Linked DNA regions of Sus scrofa: all the other regions are linked to region 1. The links are chromatin contacts, called in public Hi-C and HiChIP or PLAC-seq maps. All regions are on one chromosome and are shown on one strand. The core of a region is the stretch at or near the end of the contact, and the rest is flanking DNA. Distances in the headings are between cores, read along the strand shown. Region 1 has its middle 620 kb from the start of INSC. Region 2 has its middle 770 kb from the start of INSC. Region 3 has its middle 750 kb from the start of INSC.

Region 1 (2,908 bases), core at 264-2,763:
GTGCTCCTCTACCAATCTTAAACGTGGCTTTTGACAAATGCATTTCTTTTGGTTATGTGTTAGATCAAATCAAATTAACTTGCCATTTTTGTAGATCAAAAACAGCCAAATGTTGGCAATTTCATCTGGTTCAATATAGTACTTAGGCACAGAAAAGTTGGGTCATGTGACAACCTTAGCTGATACTGCCAGGGCTTTGGCAAAGGGGTTGCACCAACCTATACTCCCACCAGTGGTGCATTAGTTTCCAATTTTACAGCTCTTTAAACAAAGGCTACCCAGGTCCCTCTGCTGAGTCATAGCTGCCAACATCTGTTCTTATGGGCCCTTTTGAATCATGAATTCACAGTATTCTCTGTGTTTACTTCCCCTTGGGAAGGTCTTTTGATGATTCTAACCCTGACTGAGCTGCATTTTAACATGTGAACAATGTGTCTTTACGGAGGACGGTTGTGATGGTGGCAAAAGGAATCAAACTGAGAGGACAAGGAACAAAGGTGGTTTTCCTCCAAAGATAACCTTGGAGAGCCTAAGCTTGATTGATATTAAAGACGGTGACCTCTTCCTACACCAATAATTTTCAATTTGTGCTCAGATAGGAAATAGGAAATGAGAGGACAGGAGATAAAGCTCTTTCCTCTTGCCCGCATCCAGAGAAACTAGATATTTCCAGGCTGTTGGAATTGATGTCCATCCACCAAATGGAGGCAGAGTGGGAGACTTTTCTCCCTGAGCTTCACGCTCTTGGGCCTGACAGCGCGCATTTATCCATTAACAGTAGGCTCAGTGCCCGGCGCCCCTGGTACCTTTAGGGAGGGACTCACAGAAACATTTTAAATTCCTTTAACATCAGGAGGAAAAAAAAAATTTAGGTTGAAAGAAATGTCATTTCATAATATTAATATATTCCTCTTTATATTAATGTAGTTTTAAGATTTTTTTTTAATTTTTAAAGATTTTATGGAGGAAATTGCCCATGGAGACAAAAGTGCCAACCAGGACTCATGAAGGTTGTAATGAAACTCTGGTGCCTGGATCAGACAACCCACTAGCTAAACTCAGCAGTGTGGATTATCCAGATCCATTGGCCCTCTCTGTTCTGTTTCCCTTGGAAATGTCTTTGGTAGTTCTTTCCCTGCCTCAGTCACGCCCCGAGGATAAGGAAAAGAGAACTGGGTGCATATTTGAGCCAAACACCAAAAAGGGTTCACAGGGAAATTCTTCATTTCACTTTATGGCAAAGAATAGGGTAGCATCTAGAGGTCCCCTAGATCTGCATCCAGAATTGGGGTGAAATCTTCAGACATCATGATCACACTCCCTGAGGGGAAAGGGAGTGGGGGTTCTGGTGAGGACAGGACTACGTAATTTTCCGGATCCCAGTATAGGCAGAGTGATGCCTGGACCTCAGGCCTGCTTTAGTTCCTATCTGTTTCCTCTTTCTTCTTCCTCCCTGCAACATACACATACCCAGAGACTAATTTGGGGGCTGGAATCTGAGACATCCAGATCTTATTTCTTCCAAACATGTCTCTGTTGGGCTGGCCTTCAAGGAAATATAGAATGATGAATAGCTGTTTGCTGGCTGGAGGAATTTGGAAAGGACAAGCTATTTAAAGCCCTGAGAAGAACAACCAGGTTGGGAGTGTATCTTGTGTGGTATGGGGTGGGGGTGGGGGTGGGATAAAAGTGTCATTTTGCAAAAGACTCATTATTCAAAATATGTCCAACATGGACCTGATCTATTTTATTTCTATATTTCTACTTCAATTAAAGCAGAGAGGGAGATGAACAGGAAACCAATTTAGAAGAGTGAAAAAGAAAGCAGAGAGATGGATGCAGTCAGGAAGCCATGATTCTCCATGCTGCTCTGCTACAAATTTGCTGAGTGATCCATGAAAAAGGATCCAAGCTCTCAGAACTTCAGTTTCTATGTCTTCGAAAAGAAGTGACGAGCTAATCCTGCAGGTCTTCTCTGGCTTTCAAATTTTAGCACATAGTAGGTGCTCCAACAGTAATTATGAGGGAGTGAGTGTTTGTGGCTGGACCAAGGTCACACAGGTGTGAAACCTGCCAGCGGAGGTGATAAGTGCCTCAACAATAGTGGCAAGTCCAGGAAGCTGAGCCCATCTGTAGACAGCATTTGCACCGCCATAAAAATAGCATAACAAGATGATATTGAAATATCCTACTATTTAACTTAATAATTTAAATGTTTGCCTAATGAGGTGGACTTGATTGGATTAGGGCATTCACAATTAATTTTGATAGATCATTTTACACATTGGTGTTGCATTCTTCTGAACCAGGAGGTGGAACGGAAGTGCAAAATGTTTACGTTCAAATGAGCATGTGATTTTGCAAAAAACATTAATCCCAGATCATGCACACTAAGTCAATTTCAGAAATGGCTTCTAGATATATTATTAGAAATTGCTCTTCAAATATAAAAAGCTTGTAATAGAGTTCTGTCCATTTTTCCTTTGGCTGATGGAAGTTGTTTTATAAATATGCCTATGATATGATGTTTTCTTCATCCAAGCCTTTTGGTACTAATTGCAACTTTTTAAACAGTGTAAGTAGTAGCTGTCATGAGCACTTTGAATCCTATTACAAATACCTATTTCTGAACAATTTCACGTTTAGGGAGGCATTCTTTCTTCAAATTTTTTAACTATGTTTTTCCCCTATTTTTTGAAAAGCACTTGAATTGGAAACTGTGCACCTCCCCCTCCCCCACTTTTTTAGTTAAGGGAATGATCGTGTTATGTAATAGGAAAGTGGCTCCAGTCCCCAACTTTATCTACCCCCTCAAAAATCAAAGAGCCAAGCGTGGTCACATCTGCCCTCAAAGTCAGGAATAAGCAAGGCAAATGACTTTGGGAAAGACAGATTGAAATGAGGCTAA
Region 2 (2,908 bases), core at 268-2,767, 150 kb before region 1:
AGATCCTGTGTCTGAGATAAAGTTTCACCAGCAGAGCCCATGACAAGTTAGTTGATTTCCCCAGAATGTGCCATAACAAATCTGCCTCCCCTAGGAGAGGTAGTGTGACTGCTTCATTATGTGCTCTGACCTTCAGAGGCATATATCCCTCGCCCCCACCCCCATTACCCACTCTGATTGTCCTAGCTTCTCTCGCATCCCTGTGGTTCTGACAAGAGCTGAGAGGAAGAATGTCTGAGCATACAGAGTGATCCTCTGCACACAAGTTTATTTTGTTCTTGAATGGAAGGTCCTCCAGGATAGGCTTGACATCCCCTTCCCTACTCCAACCAGCACAGACTGACTGAATGCAATGCTCAATGCACATATGTATGGTTGACTGAATGTGTCAGAACACACACTTATGTACTTGTGTGAAGATGAGAGGCCCCAACCACTCTTTCATCTCACCTTTCACAACGGCCGGGGAAATCAGGAAAGGTTGGCTGGAAAGCTGAACTCAGTTGGCATGCTGAGATGACTGGGTCTTTCTTTCTGTCTTCATGTAATCTGGGACCTTTCTCCCTGAGTGGCCACTCCACTTGGTTTCTCCAAGTGTGCCTTCCAGCAGGGAGCAAGATTACTCACAGAGCAGCTCAGTGGTCCCCAAAGTGCAAAACTCAGGCATTCTTAAAGCTTAAGCTCAGAATTGGCACCGCATAATGCTACATTTTATCCATGAAAGTATGTCACAGACCAAGCCAGATTCAAGGTGGGAGGAGACTATACCAGGGCATGAATACTGCCAGTTATTGGGGGTCTTTTTATCTTTGAAGACTAGCTTCTGTGATCTGTATCATTTTCTTAGATATAATGCTCTCAGTGCTGTGTTTGTCTCATAATTTCCTAGGTAGTGAGAAGAATGGTCAGGTAATTAAAGCAGCAACTTAAGACTCTCCTTCTTGGGTAATTCTAGAGCTTAGAGGGAGACACTAATACTTCACAAGAAGATTCCCTTAAATCGAAGAGATGCTCTGAAGCCCTTCAGATGAAGATGAAGATGACCCTGGACATGTGTCCTCTGTTGGCCTTAATGAGTAAGCAGGCCAGGTTCCCTCCTGTAGACAACATGTTTGAATACACAGCCAGAAATGAGATAATGGCAAATGAGGATCTGCCTACACCTGTTTTTATGGACCTCTAGTTAGCCCCAAAGCAATTACTGATAGATGTATAAAGTATATAAAGAGCAGAGACATTTCAGTGAGACAGGCTTGGGTTTGGTTCCTTGTATTTTCACTTAACAGCTATGGGAGCTATGGTCCCTGCTTCAGAATAGGAATTTAATAAACATTAGATTTTCTTTTAATCAGATAATTTTGTGCATGAACATAAACAACATTTCAAGAGGCAACACAATAAGTCAGGTAATGTTCTGGTTGCCAAGAATATTTTTATTTGAAGGTTGGAGGATGTAGGGGCTGAAAGAGAGGAAGAATTAGAGGATTACTCATCTATCTATTTGTAGCTTCAGGAAGCCAGCTAGATGGTGAAGTCATTTGCTGTATTAAGGAAGACAGCAGTAGAAGGCAGATTTTCCCCTCTTGTAGAATTTCTTCTTATTATAACACCATCTCTGAAGCACTGGAGTTTCCCTTGAGCTCACATTTCTAGTATAGAAGTGCATAAGTCAATCTTCACTGGGTAAGGCTCACATTACACATGAACAAAAATAAACCACTGTTTTTGGAAGTCACTGAGATTTGGGGCTGTTACCATGGTCTTACCCAATGAAAGCTGACTAATACAGAAATTGGTACCAGAAGTGGGGTGTTACCATAACAAAACAAAATGAAACAAAAACAACCAAATTATGTGGCACTGGCTTCAGAGTCAAGCAGTGGGCAGGGAGGAAACTATTATTGAAGCTGACAACAAAGTGACTCACGTTAGGCAGTGGCTAAGCACTTAGTAAAACTATTTCCTGATATAACTTGGAAGATAGATAATTTACATAATGAAGGTGTGGCTTTAGGTGAAGACTTCGGCAAACAGAATGAGACCATGTGTTTGCTTGTTCTTGGCTTCATTAGACAAGGTACTGTAAGAAAGAGATGAGTTTAGAAGTAATTAATTGTCCAGTTTTCAAGCAGGAATAAAAGGAAAAAGAGAGAATCCAGGACTTTCAGGACTTGTAGGGTATAACTGATTCTCATTTACAAACTGTAAGATGGGTTGAGCAACAAAAGTTACTTATATTATAGTCCCAAAGCAAAGTTCAAATCAAGGGTATAACCGCTATACCTTTGTTAAAATCTTTAAATTAATTAAGGTTATCCTCAGTAAATTATTTAACTTGGTACAAAATAGTGCAGGGAAAGGAAATGAAAGGTTTGCTCTCTCATGAAAGCATGGTAAGTTAGAAGCACCTCTAATTCTAGAAAGAGAGGCATGTCTTGAAAAGAATTCTGAGTGTGGCTATTGGCACATAAAGTTTTTTGGTGAATAGTCAGTAATGGTTTTGAGAGATTTTTATTTCGAAAGGAGCTATCAGTGTGAATTAGGAGACTGTAACTGTTAAAGACATAAACTAACTTTTTAAGGCCCCCCAATTTTTGCCACTCAGCACCCAAAGACAGAAGGTCCCCTAATGTTCTCCACAGATGTATCCAAAGAGGATCCTGGAAAAGGAAGAACTTATCCAAGTATGAAGCCAAGAGCCATGGAGAACGGTGACTACAGCCAGGGAGCAGACTGGTATCTAATCAAAGAATATTGCCTACTCCAGGGTATGGGTTTATGGCATTTGCCCAGCCATATTTCAGAATTGCTATGGACCAGTGATCACTTGATGCTTCCATTTTATTACTCTCCTTTACATACAGCAGTGTTCATCGTAGTTATCCTCACCTTGTTCTACCAATGCATG
Region 3 (2,908 bases), core at 130-2,629, 130 kb before region 1:
CAGATGTCCCAGGCACAGTGTGATAATTTCATTGCAAAACTATGTAATGAATTCCATACATTATGGAAGTACAAATGTACCACTTTAGGTAATTGTGATGAAAAGGTATAATGTGCGGTGCAGAAACAGAGTGTGAGCCTAGGGGCATTTCTCCTCTGCTATTTCTCTTTAGTCATTTCAGAATGACTTTATTTGGTTTAATGTAAGCCTATTATTATTATTAGAGCCTTAGTTTTTTGGTCGGCCCCTTCAGCATTTCTTGCCTGGTTGGTATAAGAAATATTTGGAGTAGAGGAACAGAATTTGGGCAGGTCAGAGCTTTGGCCTCCTGGAGAGTGATGGCTGGAGACAGCATGTACAGAAATATTTTGTGGTGTGAGAATTTCAAAGCAGAAACTGATTCCCTTCTGTCTCTCCCTCCTCTCTCTCTCTCTCCTTTTTCTTTCTCCTTCTTTGTGGGCTGGGGAGATCATTTCAGCATTGCCTGCTACACTTTGCATGGGAATTCAGGATGTGAGTTTAAAGCCAGAAGACAGGTTTTCTCTTTCCTGACTGTATTCCCGCGTGCTGTGTGACCTTGGGTAAGTCACTCCTCCTCTCTGAGCTGCTATCACCTCATTTGTGACATGCAGCTAATATACTATATCATAGTATTGCCAAGTACAAAAGGGAGGCTTGAATGTAAGGTCTGAGAGGAGAGAGAAGCATCTGTCTTGCTTACTGCTTCACCCCCAGACCCTAGCAAAGTGATCACATGACACAGGCCACTCAAATTTTTTTAAAAAAATAAATCATCAGTGATTAACATCAAAGTATCTAGCACAACGCCTGGCACATAGGAGACATTTAGTTAATATTTTTTGAATTTCAGCCTGTTTGGAGAAATTTATCTGCAAAGACCTTCAGAGTGGGTTTTGGGAACACAGTCACTGAACACACCACTACACAATCAAATCCTGGGCCACCACCCATTACAGCTGAGTCCAGAGAGGGCCCAGGATCTCCCAGTGCTGCACAGAGCAGGAGAGGCAGGTCCAGAACCCCCTTCCTGCTCAGCAGCCTCGTGTTTTCTGGCTGGGCCAGGGGGAGCCAAGGTCGGGGCTGGCACGAAGAGACATCTCTCCACTCTTGAGAGAAGCAAACTCCCCTCGCATTTTTTTTTGATCAAGAAACAAGAGGAGAGTTTCCTTTCCCAGCAAACGGCTGGCCTGCACTCCCGCTTCCCAAGTGAGGGAGAGCTCCCCATGGTCACAGCTGGGGCCAGTCCCAGCCCTGTTTTCTCCCCATCCTGCTGTGTTCTGTTCACACAGCCCCTCTCTTCCCCTTTAAGCCTCTTCTCCACCAATTATTTGCCTGGGGTGACATCAGTGGAAAATGTGAGGAGATGGCAGCCGAGCGAAACCCTAGCCTTCCCTGGGAGGCCAGAAAAGCCTGTTTTTAATGCTCTGATTGGTCCCTGATTTCCCCAGCTCCTTTGTGCCATGTAATGCTTTCGGCACAGTGAAGCAGGATGCCTAGGGTGACTCGAGGCCACTGAGGGCCAGGGTCTGCCTGCCCACTGGACAGATGCTTTTCCGTCTGGCCTTCTTTCTCAGCCGGGTACACCCCAAAACCAGCCCAAGGAGGGCCCCTATGGTGGAAAACGCACGTGGTCAGGCTTCCTTCTTTCCCCAAGTGAGCGTTGCTGCATGAAAAGCTGTGGGTTTGGGGTTTGTCACCATATATCTTCCCTCCCCTGCTCAATTCTTCCCACCCCTCCCCGCAAGCCTCAGGGCTGTCTGCAGGGTCTGGATTTTCTGCCAAATTTGGATGCCTTGAAAGGAACATTGTTCGAAACAGAGACTCGAGGAAGGTGCTAATCTTCCGCTGCTTATCAAATTTGAGCAAAAAATGTTGACATCCCACTTTCCCAAGTGCTAGCTCAGCTCTTTCGTGTTCAATGGCGAGAGGGACCAGCTGCATGTCTAGCTGGGGATTAAAAACCCTACCCTGACTCCCAGCCCTTCTCACCTGGTCCTGCCAGACCCAGAGGTGAGGGGGGGCGGTGGGTGGCTTGGGAGTCTCTTCATCCTCAATAGCACAGCCTGTCACACTCCAGGAGAGGCAGCCCATGCATCGCTTCTGTCACTGCTGTTGCTTAAACTCTCAGGGTTTAAAAAAAAAAAAAAAAAAAAAAAAAAAAACGCTCCTGAGAAGTTACTGCTCTAAACGTGGAGAGCTCTTCATTTTCTCACGATGAAAGACATAGTTGGGATCATCTGGTTTTCCAAGCAGATGCCCAGTTTATCTCACTTTAAATCAACTCTTTCTGACTGGACCCTTTCCTGGATGAATTAATTGAGCGTGGCTAAAACCAAAATGCTCTCGCGATTAAGGAGCTAGGCAAAGGGGCTCAGTGTCAAGGATGTCAGCTTGCGAAGAGGGTGGCGAGTTGTTTACTTCTATTCTCATAACAGAAGGAACAGGCAGGCTCAGCCCACTGGAAATAATTTTGAATAATCTCACTCTATTACTCGAAGAGAAATTGAGTCTGCTCAAGCTACCCTAGTGATCCGACATTTCAGCGAAACGGGGAAACTAATATCCAATTCATGCAGCATAAAATAAGTGACATAAGGAAAAGCAGGATGAAATCTGGAAGTTTTTAGTTTTCAATTTGTATGGCTTGTCTTCTATTACTGGATCAACTCACTAACGCGGCTCACACAGAGGAGGGGGTTTCATTAAGCTGCTGGTCATTAGTGTGGTGGTGGGCCTGCATGTGTGTATGTTTGTGTGGGTGTGCGTGTGTGTCTGGCAGCTACTAATGCCTGACCCTGATATTGGATACACATTGCCCTGCATAAATCAAATCTAGAAAGAGAATTTGTCTAAGCAAAGGAAATGGAGCCCTGACTTACCAACTGGA

The links. A called contact is a pair of places that touch in the nucleus more often than the background predicts. HiChIP or PLAC-seq counts read pairs in DNA pulled down with a chosen protein or histone mark.
Region 2: a contact with region 1 is called in a Hi-C map of skeletal muscle, with 3 times the contacts expected there. The contact joins two enhancer-like sites. A contact is called at or near these places in 2 of 47 Hi-C or Micro-C datasets (embryonic fibroblasts and skeletal muscle) and 1 of 2 datasets of contacts at active chromatin or transcription factors (skeletal muscle).
Region 3: an H3K27ac HiChIP or PLAC-seq map of skeletal muscle shows a contact between it and region 1. The contact joins two enhancer-like sites. A contact is called at or near these places in 1 of 47 Hi-C or Micro-C datasets (skeletal muscle) and 1 of 2 datasets of contacts at active chromatin or transcription factors (skeletal muscle).

What each region holds. Positions count from the first base shown.
Region 1 is chr2:43,393,313-43,396,220 of Sscrofa11.1, forward strand. No RefSeq gene overlaps it. Among named protein-coding and RNA genes, the nearest start is that of INSC, 620 kb to the right of the region's middle. Within about 2 kb of position 1,514, at least 5 of the 83 cell types and tissues checked have an H3K27ac peak or open chromatin away from gene starts, as enhancers often do. A contact at or near this core is called in skeletal muscle, where this site is marked.
Region 2 is chr2:43,240,769-43,243,676 of Sscrofa11.1, forward strand. No RefSeq gene overlaps it. Among named protein-coding and RNA genes, the nearest start is that of INSC, 770 kb to the right of the region's middle. Within about 2 kb of position 1,518, at least 6 of the 83 cell types and tissues checked have an H3K27ac peak or open chromatin away from gene starts, as enhancers often do. A contact at or near this core is called in skeletal muscle, where this site is marked.
Region 3 is chr2:43,261,187-43,264,094 of Sscrofa11.1, forward strand. No RefSeq gene overlaps it. Among named protein-coding and RNA genes, the nearest start is that of INSC, 750 kb to the right of the region's middle. Within about 2 kb of position 1,380, at least 10 of the 83 cell types and tissues checked have an H3K27ac peak or open chromatin away from gene starts, as enhancers often do. A contact at or near this core is called in skeletal muscle, where this site is marked.